4 separate regions of the Mus musculus genome follow, and all the other regions are linked to region 1. Evidence: chromatin contacts called from public ChIA-PET and Hi-C data. All regions are on one chromosome and are shown on one strand. The core of a region is the stretch at or near the end of the contact, and the rest is flanking DNA. Distances in the headings are between cores, read along the strand shown. Region 1 holds the start of Nit2 (nitrilase family, member 2). Region 2 overlaps Cmss1 (cms small ribosomal subunit 1). Region 3 has its middle 17 kb from the start of Tmem45a. Region 4 overlaps Cmss1 (cms small ribosomal subunit 1).

Region 1 (2,700 bases), core at 133-2,632:
TCTTTGTGAAAGATGAGACAAATACGAAACAATATTAGGGTTCCAAAAGGCATTGCTGGAGGTGGGACATAAGAGGACCACTGCCAGCACGCAGTACTGTGGTGGATCCACAGCTCCTGAAGAATGGGCAGGCTGCCCTGATACTTACAGGCAGAGAAACTATGTTGGCACCTTGCTTTGCTGCCTCCCGCACTAGGCTACAAGCCCGGGTAAGGTTATCTGATTTAATGGAAGAAACTTGAAGCTGTATGAGGGCCAGGCGGAAAGCTGGGGAAAAAAGAAAAAAAAAAAAAAAAAAAAAAGTCATCAGATCTGCCCACTAAGTTCACCCAGGGCCAGGATTCTCAAACAGGATATCAGGCAGTATTTGAACATGGTTTTTGATTGACCCAACTACTGGCAATCTAAAGGGGTATATCGACAACACTGACAAAACCTGGCTTCTGAAGAAGGCCGAAGCTCTCCTTAAAAGTATAAAAACTATGATCGCTCATTCCTTGGCTTATCCTAAATATGATGAGAGAGAAAAAAAAAAAAAAGGCATTTAGCCCCTAACACCTCTTAATTGAACAGTGCCAGAATCTGTATAAAAACAAATGAAACCAAAACCTGGCATTATTTTCAGGTTAACAGACCTTGAGCTGTCACCAGAGTATCACAGAAACTCACTAATATCTCCCCTAACCCTAGGAAGTTAGACTGCCTCTGCTCCTGAGGCAGGAAAGGATAATAAAACTATAGTTTTGTTTCTAGCTTCTTCCAAAAGCCACCCAATATGGACAAGGTCCCGACCCAGGTTAGGGGCCGGTGCAAAAGCGCCCTCTGCAGGCTTACGCAGGAAAACCCCTCCACTGGGGTCCTCCGTGTGCAAGACTTGTTGCTTCCCCTTCTCCGGAAAGCGATTAATGATTTTGAAGATGAACAAGTCGGGGCGGAGGGCACGAAAACACCTCGAGTGACGGGCCTATTACGGGAACAACATTTACATGAATATGCCAGGACAGTGCAACTATAAACTTTTACAGACGAGGAACTGCGGAGTGAGGTGTGATTATCCACCGCTTTGTGAGGCGAGGAAGTCAGAGCCACGAGTTGGACACCACCACCCAACCCGCAAGCTGACCAGCTCCGACAGCACAGGACGCCCCGCGCGGAGGCCTGTGCTCGCACGGCCAGCCGCCCCTGGGCTTCGCCGCGCCGCGGACACCGGTGACAAGAGCCACCGGCATGGCTGACCGGGGGACGCAAGGACCCAGCCGGCTCATCTGCACCGCCGCACGGAGGACCCCGCTCCCGCTGGGAGCTGGACAACCAGACCACGAGCCACTTACTAGACATGGCTCTTCCACGGTGCACCGCAGGCCACAGGGACTCCTGCCAGTCAATCTCCTCCGCAGCGTGCAGAAGGCGGGGCCGAGCCGCGCGCGCAGAAGGGGCGTGGTCAAGGGCTGGGTCGAGGGGCGGAGCCTCGATGAGCTTTGAGGATTTTACTGTTTTGTTTTGTGCTGTGCTGTAATGTAGGTGAGTAAGCCTCCGACTTTGTGCACATTCAGTACCAGTCTACATTCTTGCCTGGGCACCGTACTAAAAATGGCTCACCCTTTGCGGTTGCATACACCAAGAAGTGATAATTACAAATTCTTTATATAGGGCCTTCAAAAGCAAAGTCAAAAAAGAGAAGCCTACGTTATGGTAGTGTGCCATAAATGGTCTGGGGTAGAAAGGTCCTACTTGTGGCACAAAGGACATAAATTTCAGGTTAGATCATGGCAGTGGCCAGGGTAACGATGCTCCATGCTGACTGGCTTGAGGAAGTGCACCTGGTTGTTTTAGGCTAGCAGGACTTCAGAACCTTGCTCCTAACTGGGCTGGGGAAAGAGATAGAGTTGGTGCTAAGCAGTATTCTACGATTTGACCTTTGTATTTATTATTTAATTTTTATTCATTATCATTTATGTAAATATTTATTTTTGTTTTGAGCTTTTCCGGTTTTCAGACAGGGTCTCTTGTAGCCTAGGCTGCACTTTAACTTGCTATGTAGCTAAGGCTCACCTTGACGTCTAATCCTCCTGCTCCCACTCCTGAGTGCAGGGATTGAGTCCTGTAGCAACACACCCAGCTAGTGACATTGCTTTCTAAGCTTTGCAGTGCTTGCAAGTTAAAGTCTATACCTTGTCACATTTGCAGAGCACGGAGCCAAGGGGATTAGAGAGCTTGACAAGAGGAAAGAAAGCCTGCAGATCAGATCCCCAAAAGAAATTTTAGTCAGCTGTCTTCAGTGGGGCTGAGCTTTTCACAAACTTTGGGAGAGACAGAGAGAGCCAAACAGAGAGACAGAGAGAGGGAGAGAGAGAGAACCATAAACAGCAGTTTGAAAAGGACAAAGCAGGGCTGGAGAGATGGCTCCGTGGTTAAGAGCACTTGGTGCTCTTGCAAAGGACCTGGGTTTGGATCTAAGCACCTACATCGTCCTGAGGGGATCACAGAATTGTTTCTTCCAAGAACCTGAGAACACTGGGGAAGCGGGGTGAACAAAGAATGTATGCGCTGGAGGAAGGTGTGGGGATGGGTTGCAGTATGGCCTTATGTCTTCCAGGGTTAACATATTTACCCCATCTTCATCTTGCATTAGAAACTGCAGTGGCCTGGTAGCCATGGCAACTACTGAAGACAAAGCCAGGTCTAAGGTGACAGATCTAT
Region 2 (2,700 bases), core at 110-2,609, 300 kb after region 1:
GTTATAGTGAGATTGGCTTGTTCTAAAGTGAACCCTGCACATTCTTTTGGTTGTCTTGGGATTCTTCTTATAATTACTTCCTTTTCGTAGTCTGCACCAAGATAAGAGACAGCATGAAGCCATCACCAGAGGCCAATTTTGGCACCATGTTCTTTGGCTTCCAGAATATTTAGCCAAAATAAACCTCTTTTCTTTATAAATTACCCACTCTTGGTTAATCTGAATAAAAGCATGAGAGCAAAAAATTTAAAAAGCTGAATTTTAAAGTCTTTTCAAATTCTAGTTATCTTGGATTTGATATGTGATTCAGTGACAAGAACATTTGGAAATTCTGCTTTACTTTAAAAAACAATAAAGACACTTACTTAAAATTTTCACTCTAAAAAATTATTTACGAACACCACCCTAATCTATAAACATCAAAATAAAAATACTGTAAAAACATTGCAGCTTAGGGACTTTCCTACACAGCGAGGCAAACCTAACACCTTCCCTGTGGGCTCCTGCAACCGTGAGCTAGACTGAGAAGGAACTACTAGCAGGTAAGACCACTGTGCTGTATTTAAGGACTTGGTCAGAGACACTGAGAGGAGAGAGTAAGAGAACTGGACTCACGACAGCGGCCATCACAGAGCAGTTCAAGCCAACTTACTAAACTCTTCTCCGTGGACTTCATCATGGGCTCGTGAGCCACAGGGAGAGAAGACTGGGGAACAGGAAAAGAACTGCTGAAGAGGAGTGCAAACAGGACAGAAGAAAGACGAATCACCGTCAAACGTTTCCTAAAGTGTAGAGCTAGTGTACTGCGAGTGGAATTGGTAACAACAAACGCACATCATATTCAAACTGCTGAAATAAAACTGATGAAGAAGTGGCCAAGAAAAAGGGAGCAGTGGCATTATCCAGAGTTAAACAGAATAAAAAACTATGGCAAACATTTTCATACAAATGATGTAAAGTAGAAGACGATAATGTACAATCTTCAAGGTTCTTACAGAAAAACCACTGACTTGAACGGTGATTTTTGGAAGTTGGGTAGAGCATAAGTCCTGCTTGCAGTCTCGCACAGTTGTCTCACAGGGTTACTGCGTCTAAGTTTACAGGGTCTGTTTGTTATAGACATAGTTTAATAATTTTGAATGAAAGCCTTACAAATATTAGAAGCATCACACACTGAAACTAGACAGACCCAAAGTTTATACATCCCAAAAGATCTTAAAGTTGTTTTTAAAAGGAGGTTCATTGAATATCAAATGTCATCCAATTGTAAAATGCAGTTTCTTTTTATGTGTATTTATAGACAAGCAGGAACAAGCTACCTAGACCACAGTTTCCTGTTGCTCTCTTTAAGTAGATTTGCATCAGCACACACTTAGAGAGCTGTTAGACATATGAAGTCAGGTACTGTACTGCCATTTGTCTGCTCCCCAAAGAGAGTAAATAGACAGCATTAGTCCATTTTGGCTTTCTGAAGCTCACAACATATGAGTGAGAATATATTTTTGGTATGTTCTGGGAATGAATATATAATGTGTGTGTGTGTAACTGACATATAGTAATACATATATATGTATTCATTTCAGATTCTACTACATCAGCTTCTTGCTAGCCATTTTTTCTAAAACAGAAATATTTCTTTCTCCAAGTATCTCAATACTGTAGTCATTTTATCTTGTTACTTCCATTTTTCCCCCGTAGCATTTATTATCACATGAAGTATCACATAAATTGGCTTTTAGTTAAACTCCTATACTAGAATGCATGGTACTTGGGACTTTCTCTTTTGGTCTCCGCTGCATTTCCAATATCTAGAATATTTCCCCCAACCAAGAGTTGCTCATGGATTTGTTGGAGACAGAAATGCCCTTCACAGGGGGCGGAGAAGCACAGAACATAGAAGGCTGTGAATAAGGCTCTCAATAAGGCTCTCGCTTAGCTTCTCCTAGATCAGCTAAGGTTTGGGCACAATGGCTGGAACATCAGTAGGCACAGTATTATTGATTGCAATTATTTATTGCTTTTCTTATCTCCTTGGACTTGTCTGAGCAAGCCGGTTAGTATGGTAATTATTCCCTGGTTCTACCATTGCAAAACACCAAACAATGCACCCTTGTTTTCAGAGTTAAGAAGTGGTAGAGATGAATCGATCTGGGTGTAACCAGCACCAGGGTTCATGCCAAGGGGTGGGAAAGAGAGTGCCTACATGCTCACTGTCCGTCTCCTTGCCGTTCACTTCACCCATACAGATTAGCTCATTTCAGAGCAGCTAAAGCACCATTTTCAGTTGAAATTAAACTGAATGTATTTGAATTATATCCCAATTGTAACTTTCTCTCCAACCTGTTTGTAATGAGAGCTTCAAAGTCAACAAGGTGAAAGCAGGCTTCAGGAAAGTTTCAAAGGAACATCCTCCCACGGGCCCTAAAAACTGCAGCTTCACACCACAATGAATCAGCCAAGGTGTGACAGCAGAATCTGTGTGTACTGGCACCGACTCAGCCAGGATAAAAGTGACCAGGCCTTCTGTGATAAACTGCCCCTTCTATGTTATCCAATGGAAATACTCATATTGTCCAATACTCACAAGCAATCAGGAGTGAGTTCAACTTTCAAACTGAGGACTATTAAAATAAAGTTCACTTATCCAGTCTGCCTCTGAAAACAATTCGGAGAGAAATCTGCTGCTCTTGTCCTGGGAGG
Region 3 (2,700 bases), core at 34-2,533, 260 kb before region 1:
GCAGAGTAGTATTCCATTGTGCAGATGTACCAAATTTTCTTTATCCATTCTTCAGTTGAGGGACATCTGAGTTGTTTCCAGTTTCTGGATAAGTTTTAAGTTAAATAAAACTACTATGTACATAGTTGAGCAAAGGTCCTTGTGGGATGATAGAGCATCTCTTGGGTCAATTGAGCATGGGTGGTATAGCTAGGCCTTGAGGTAGAACTATTCCTAGTTTTCTAAGAAATTGCCAAATTGATTCCCAAAGTGATTGCACAAGTTTGCACTTCCACCAGCAATGGAGGGGTGTTCCCCTGTTCTACATCCTTGCCAGCATATGCTATCACTTGAATTTTTGATCCTTACCATTCTAATGGGTGTAAGATAGACTCTCAGAATTGTTTTGATTTGCATTTCCCTGATGAGTTGCCATGCCCTCCGGTCAAGTCTGCTTGACAGGCTGAAAAGTCTGTAAGCACTTATGAGGAAAAGAGTTTCATGGAAACTCACCTCCTGGAGCTTTGGCGTTCTCATTTACCCATATACACATACCCTATTCCCGTGTTAGTCTGGTGTATGGAACTACGAGAACTCTTTTAATATTTTATTATAAATGCCTTTTAAGATTAAATTCTGTTATAGTTAAGTCTCCCCAGTGTTCCAAGGTCCCAGAAGCCTACAAGCTTGAAATCCAGCAGGAATGCAGAAAGGAAGTTACCTATTCAGTAACTAATTAAGCATTACAAAAGATGGAGCCAGTAGTTCAGAGCTGGTCGGCAAAATATTTACCAAGGACAGTAGCAAATCTCACTCAAACAAGGGAATACCATAATAGAGCTAGGAAATTCCACTGAGACAGAGATCTTCTCTACAGCTAGGTATAGCAAGCTTCACATTAGAAGCATGTTGGTAAATTCTTCTGTAGACCCAGGAAATATGGGGGTTGGGGTATTGCAGTATTCATGAAAAGGTCTGCTAGTGCAGAACCCCTGGTGGTGGGTTTAACAATAGACGAGTTTACACCTGGCTCCCTTCTTTGCGGCAGCAGCCTGGTCCCCACCTTCTTTTGATGTATACATTCCTTTTGTATTGCGTCACTGTAACTTGGTGGATTGTATTTTGCCTGGTTTCTTGTTATTTCTTCGGTATAAAAAGTTTGATGCTCGACCTGACAAAATACATTCAGATTCTACATAATCTCGCATGTTGGTCTGTCTGTCACTCACCATGCCTTGCCATCTGCCCCAGAGACCCGTTCCATGAAGACAAAGGAACCCAGAGGGTCTGCAGCAATGACTAAAGAATTTCAACATTTCTTTAAGTGCTTCTAGGCTATTGGAGATTCCTTTGTTGAGAATTCTCTGTTTAGCTCTGTGTCCCATTTTTTAATTGGGTTATTTGGTTGTTGGTGCTTACCTTCTTGAGTTCTCTATACATTTTAGATATTAGCCCTCTGTCAGATGTAGGGTTGGTGAAGATTCTTTCCCAATTTGCAGGCTGCCATTTTGTCTTATTGACAGTATCCTTTGCCTTACAGAAGCTTTGCAGTTTTATGAGGTCCCAATTTTCAATTGTAGATCTTAGAGCCTAAGCCATTGGTGTTCTGTTCAAGAATTTGTCTCCTGTACCACTATGTTCACATGTATTTCCTACTTCCTCTTCTATGAGACTTAGTGTATCTGGTTTTATGTTGAGGTCCTTCAACCACTTGGATTTGAGTTTTCTGCAGGGTGATAATATGGATCCATTTTTATTTTTCTACATGTAGACATCCAGTTTGACCAGGACCATTTCCTGAAGATACTTTCTTTTTTTCCACTGTATGGTTTTTGACTCTTTTTTTTTTTTTTTAAGATTTATTTATTTATTATATGTAAGTACACTGTAGCTGTCTTCAGACACTCCAGAAATGCCAGATCTCATTACGGATGGTTGTGAGCCATCATGTGGTTGCTGGGATTTGAACTCAGGACCTTCAGAAGAGCAGTCAGTGCTCTTAACCGCTGAGCCATCTCTCCAGCCCCTCTTTTTTTTTTTTTAAATCAGAAATCAAGTGTCCATAGGTCTGTGAGTTTATTTCTGGGTCTTTGATTCCATTGATCAATATGTCTGTTTCCGTACCAGTACCATGCAGCTTTTATCATTATTGCTTTGTAGTACAACTTGAGGTCAGGGATGGTGATTCTGCCTGAAGTTCTTTTCTGGTTCAGAAATATTTCGACTATCCTGGGTTTTTTTGTTCTTCCATATGAAGTTGAGAATTGCTCTTTCTAGGTCTATAAAAAATTGTGTTGGAAGTTTGGGATTGCATTGAATCTGTAGATTGCTTTTGGTAAGATGGCCATTTTTACTATGTTAATCCTACCTATCCATGAGAATGAGAAATTTTTCCATCTTCTGATATCTTCTTTAATTTCTTTCTACAAGGACTTGAGTTCTTGTCATACAGGTCTTTCACATCCTTGGTTAGAGTTATGCCAAGAAATTTTGTATTATTCATGGTTATTGTAAAGGGTTTTGTTCCCCTAATTTCTTTCTTGGCCAGTTTATCATTTGTATAAAGGAGGACTACTAATTTCTTTGAGTAATTTTTGTATCCAGTCACTTTGCTGAAGCTGTTTTTCAGCTACAGGAGTTCTCTGGTAGAATTTTAGGGGTTGCTTATCATATTATCTGCAAATTGTGACTCTTTGACATCTTTTTCAATTTGTATCCCTT
Region 4 (2,700 bases), core at 110-2,609, 410 kb after region 1:
TCCATCCTGTGTCTGCTCTTTAGTTGGTGACTAAGATTCTGAGAGCTTCCAGGGGTCTAGGTTTGTTGACTCTCTGTAGGTCTTCATGTGGGGTTCAATCCCTCCTCCAAGTCTTCCAGAAGTATCCCTGATCTCTATCTAATGTTTGGCTGTGGGTCCCTGAATCTGTTTTTCTGCTGCTGGGTAGAGCCTCTCAGAGGACTGTTATGCTAGGCTCCTGTCTGCAAGCAAAACAGAGTATCATTAATAATGTCAGGGATTGGTGCTTGCCCATGGGATGGGTTTCAAGTTGGGTCGGTTATTGGTTGGCCTTTCCATTGGTCTCTGCTCCATCCCTGCATTTCTTTTAGTTGGGACAAGTTCTGAGTCGAGTTTTGTGGGTGGGTCTGAATTTCTGCCACTGAGGGTCCTACCTAGCTACAGGAGGTGGCTTCTTCAGGTTCCATATCCCCATTGTTAAGCATCTCCGCTAAGATCACCAGCATTGACTTATGGGAGCCTCTCCTATCCAAGGTCTTGGGGACCTTCTAGAGATTCTCCTTTCCCACCCCAGGTGCAGATTTCCATTCATTCTCCCCGCCCTCTGGACTTCTCTCCCAAACCTGATCCTGCCTCTCATTCCCCTCCCCCGCTCCTCTCTCCTCTTCAGTTCCCTCCCAGCCTCTGCCTCCTATGACTAGTTTGTTTCCTTCTAGAAGGGTATTTTTATTTTCAAACCATTATAATCAAAGATTCTGTGATGTTTTTATTTATTCAAATAACTCTAAATTGAAAACTATTTTACAGCTTCTTTCATACTGAGTATATATAAAGTAGGTCTTTAGACATATTAAATGAAAGGACTTTATTTGCTTCAGTTACATTAATTTCTGTTATTTCTACATTCTTATGTTCTAAGAATTTCATTCTTTATTTTGAAGTGCCAAGAGAAAATATAATTGGACAAACCACATGTAGCAAAAATAGAGGAATCAAACATGCTTTTCTTTTCTCCCTTTGTGGCATTAGTGGTATAGGACATTGAACTGGGGCCTCTTATACTCAAGCCAAGCATTCTGCCACCTTAGTACTTTCCCAACCACAGCAACCTTCTTACGATCTGTATGTAACTAAGTTAAAGCCAAGACATCCTTATGAGATTCTCCTAATGTTAACATTGTTCCCCACCCCACCCCTGTCCCCAAATGGAATCAAACTGGACTCTCTAAAAACAAGAATCTATCCTAAGCTACAATCTAATAATCTGCTTGGTTTGCAGCCTGAAGTTAGAATTTCACAGCTATAGAAATCTGTATATTGCTACTGGCAAGTGTTGCCCCTACTCTTGGATTATTTTATACTTGCCCCAGGAAGTGAGACTAGTTTGCCCTCTAGAGGGTGTAATGAAAAATGAGGTTTAGTATTTATTAGGTGGGATGTTCCCAGTCTCATAACTAGTAAAGTACAAATAACTAAATCTTTAAGTGATCTGTGGCAGGTGGCCCGATACCAACAAGCTCCATTTCTTCCCCAAATCCCAAGTCCTGAATTTATCCCTATTCTTTCTGGGTCCAGAACACACTCTTGAGAGTGCAGTCTAAAGAAACAAAACCCAGCAAACATAAGACAGACAAGTGACTTGCTAATAAAGTTCCCAAAACAAAAGTGCTGTTAAGTTGATTTTTATTTAGATTAAACACCAAGCCCTTTCCTTTCTGAGAGACCCTTTAAACTATCAAAGCTAAGAAGTACTTTTAGCTAAAAGTAGTCAAATACATCAGAGAAGCAGGCATCCCAAAGAATCTTCAGAGTCCACTGAGAGAACTGTCTAACACCTCTGAGTACTGTAATAATTTGATAATGAATTAAAACTGTTCCTATGCAGAATTGACAAATTCATTGACATTTCATCAGGACAACAGGCTATCATAAGGATTCACTCCTGGCTAACTTTGGGCATCAGTCAGCCATCGCAGGGAAATTCTCTTTAACTACAGCCTCATTTTAAAATTTCTATTTAAAGTATTACTCAGATTGGAAGGCGAAGGAGGGAAGAGGTCTTAGCAAATGATTCTGCATGATTACCTCTGAGGAGTCATGTGAAATAAACCTGGGCATGGTGGTACAGGGTGTGTGTTGTTTTGTTCGCTTGTTGAGACAAGGTTTCATATCTGGCCTAAAACACATTCTGTATTAATAGCTGGGGATGACCTTGAACTGACCTTCTTGCTTCAGTACTGGGGTTACAGGCATGTGCCAGCACACCTAGACTGTTTTGTTATATTTTTTATATAGGCTAGTCATGTTTAAGTAAAAACACAATGTATGAACATAGGCCTTAAAGACTCACAGAACCTACATTCTCCGAATAGGTGCAGGTGGGTTTACTACCAGACAAGTTACTCATGTGACTTAGTAACAAACAATCTCTTCACATGTGGTATCTTTTCTTCCAAGCATTACATGGATACAAGTGAGCAATGTATGCATGGATATATACTGATCATGACAAAACATACTGTGTGGATCCTCGTCAACACTGTGTAGTATAACACTCATCCCTTGATAACGTATTGAGGAAATGGAACAAGGAATGAGTTCCACACAACACTTACAAGTAGAAAATTATATAATACTTCCAATTCGCTGGAGATGGAGGGGGCTGCACTGAACTGAGTAGTAGGCTAGGAAGAGCGTACGCTAGAGGCACTCAGTGGAAGA

The links. Hi-C and Micro-C count contacts between places; a contact is called where the count stands out from the background. ChIA-PET counts read pairs in DNA pulled down with a chosen protein or histone mark.
Region 2: a contact with region 1 is called in an RNA polymerase II ChIA-PET map of memory CD8 T cells, with 6 read pairs. The contact joins the enhancer-like site here to the promoter of Nit2 in region 1. A contact is called at or near these places in 1 of 484 Hi-C or Micro-C datasets (CD8 T cells), 3 of 115 datasets of contacts at active chromatin or transcription factors (effector CD8 T cells, embryonic stem cells and memory CD8 T cells) and 2 of 9 other capture datasets (adipose tissue and liver).
Region 3: a contact with region 1 is called in a Hi-C map of embryonic stem cells, with 4 times the contacts expected there. The contact joins the enhancer-like site here to the promoter of Nit2 in region 1. A contact is called at or near these places in 6 of 484 Hi-C or Micro-C datasets (embryonic stem cells and granulosa cells) and 1 of 9 other capture datasets (adipose tissue).
Region 4: a contact with region 1 is called in a Hi-C map of B cells, with 20 read pairs. The contact joins the enhancer-like site here to the promoter of Nit2 in region 1. A contact is called at or near these places in 8 of 39 promoter capture datasets (the C10 cell line, the HPC-7 cell line, cranial neural crest and 5 more), 3 of 484 Hi-C or Micro-C datasets (B cells, embryonic stem cells and myocytes), 7 of 115 datasets of contacts at active chromatin or transcription factors (bone marrow-derived macrophages, embryonic stem cells, epiblast stem cells and 2 more) and 4 of 9 other capture datasets (adipose tissue, embryonic stem cells, embryonic tail and 1 more).

What each region holds. Positions count from the first base shown.
Region 1 is chr16:57,165,950-57,168,649 of GRCm38.p6, forward strand. Nit2 (nitrilase family, member 2) reads right to left here and starts at 1,383. Exons shown (of 10, transcript NM_023175.1): 1 at 1,332-1,383; 2 at 149-267. The coding sequence starts at 1,338. It overlaps Gm16892 (a long non-coding RNA gene), which reads left to right and starts at 1,420. Exons shown (of 2, transcript XR_003951893.1): 1 at 1,420-1,521.
Region 2 is chr16:57,469,967-57,472,666 of GRCm38.p6, forward strand. The region is part of intron 1 of Cmss1 (cms small ribosomal subunit 1); the gene reads right to left. All of the region lies in intron 1 of Filip1l (filamin A interacting protein 1-like), which reads left to right. Among named protein-coding and RNA genes, the nearest start is that of Filip1l, 120 kb to the left of the region's middle. Within about 2 kb of position 1,360, at least 91 of the 459 cell types and tissues checked have an H3K27ac peak or open chromatin away from gene starts, as enhancers often do. A contact at or near this core is called in CD8 T cells, effector CD8 T cells and memory CD8 T cells, where this site is marked.
Region 3 is chr16:56,901,533-56,904,232 of GRCm38.p6, forward strand. No RefSeq gene overlaps it. Among named protein-coding and RNA genes, the nearest start is that of Tmem45a, 17 kb to the left of the region's middle. Within about 2 kb of position 1,284, at least 5 of the 459 cell types and tissues checked have an H3K27ac peak or open chromatin away from gene starts, as enhancers often do. A contact at or near this core is called in embryonic stem cells, where this site is marked.
Region 4 is chr16:57,576,357-57,579,056 of GRCm38.p6, forward strand. All of the region lies in intron 1 of Cmss1 (cms small ribosomal subunit 1), which reads right to left. Among named protein-coding and RNA genes, the nearest start is that of Cmss1, 29 kb to the right of the region's middle. Within about 2 kb of position 1,360, at least 7 of the 459 cell types and tissues checked have an H3K27ac peak or open chromatin away from gene starts, as enhancers often do. A contact at or near this core is called in B cells and embryonic stem cells, where this site is marked.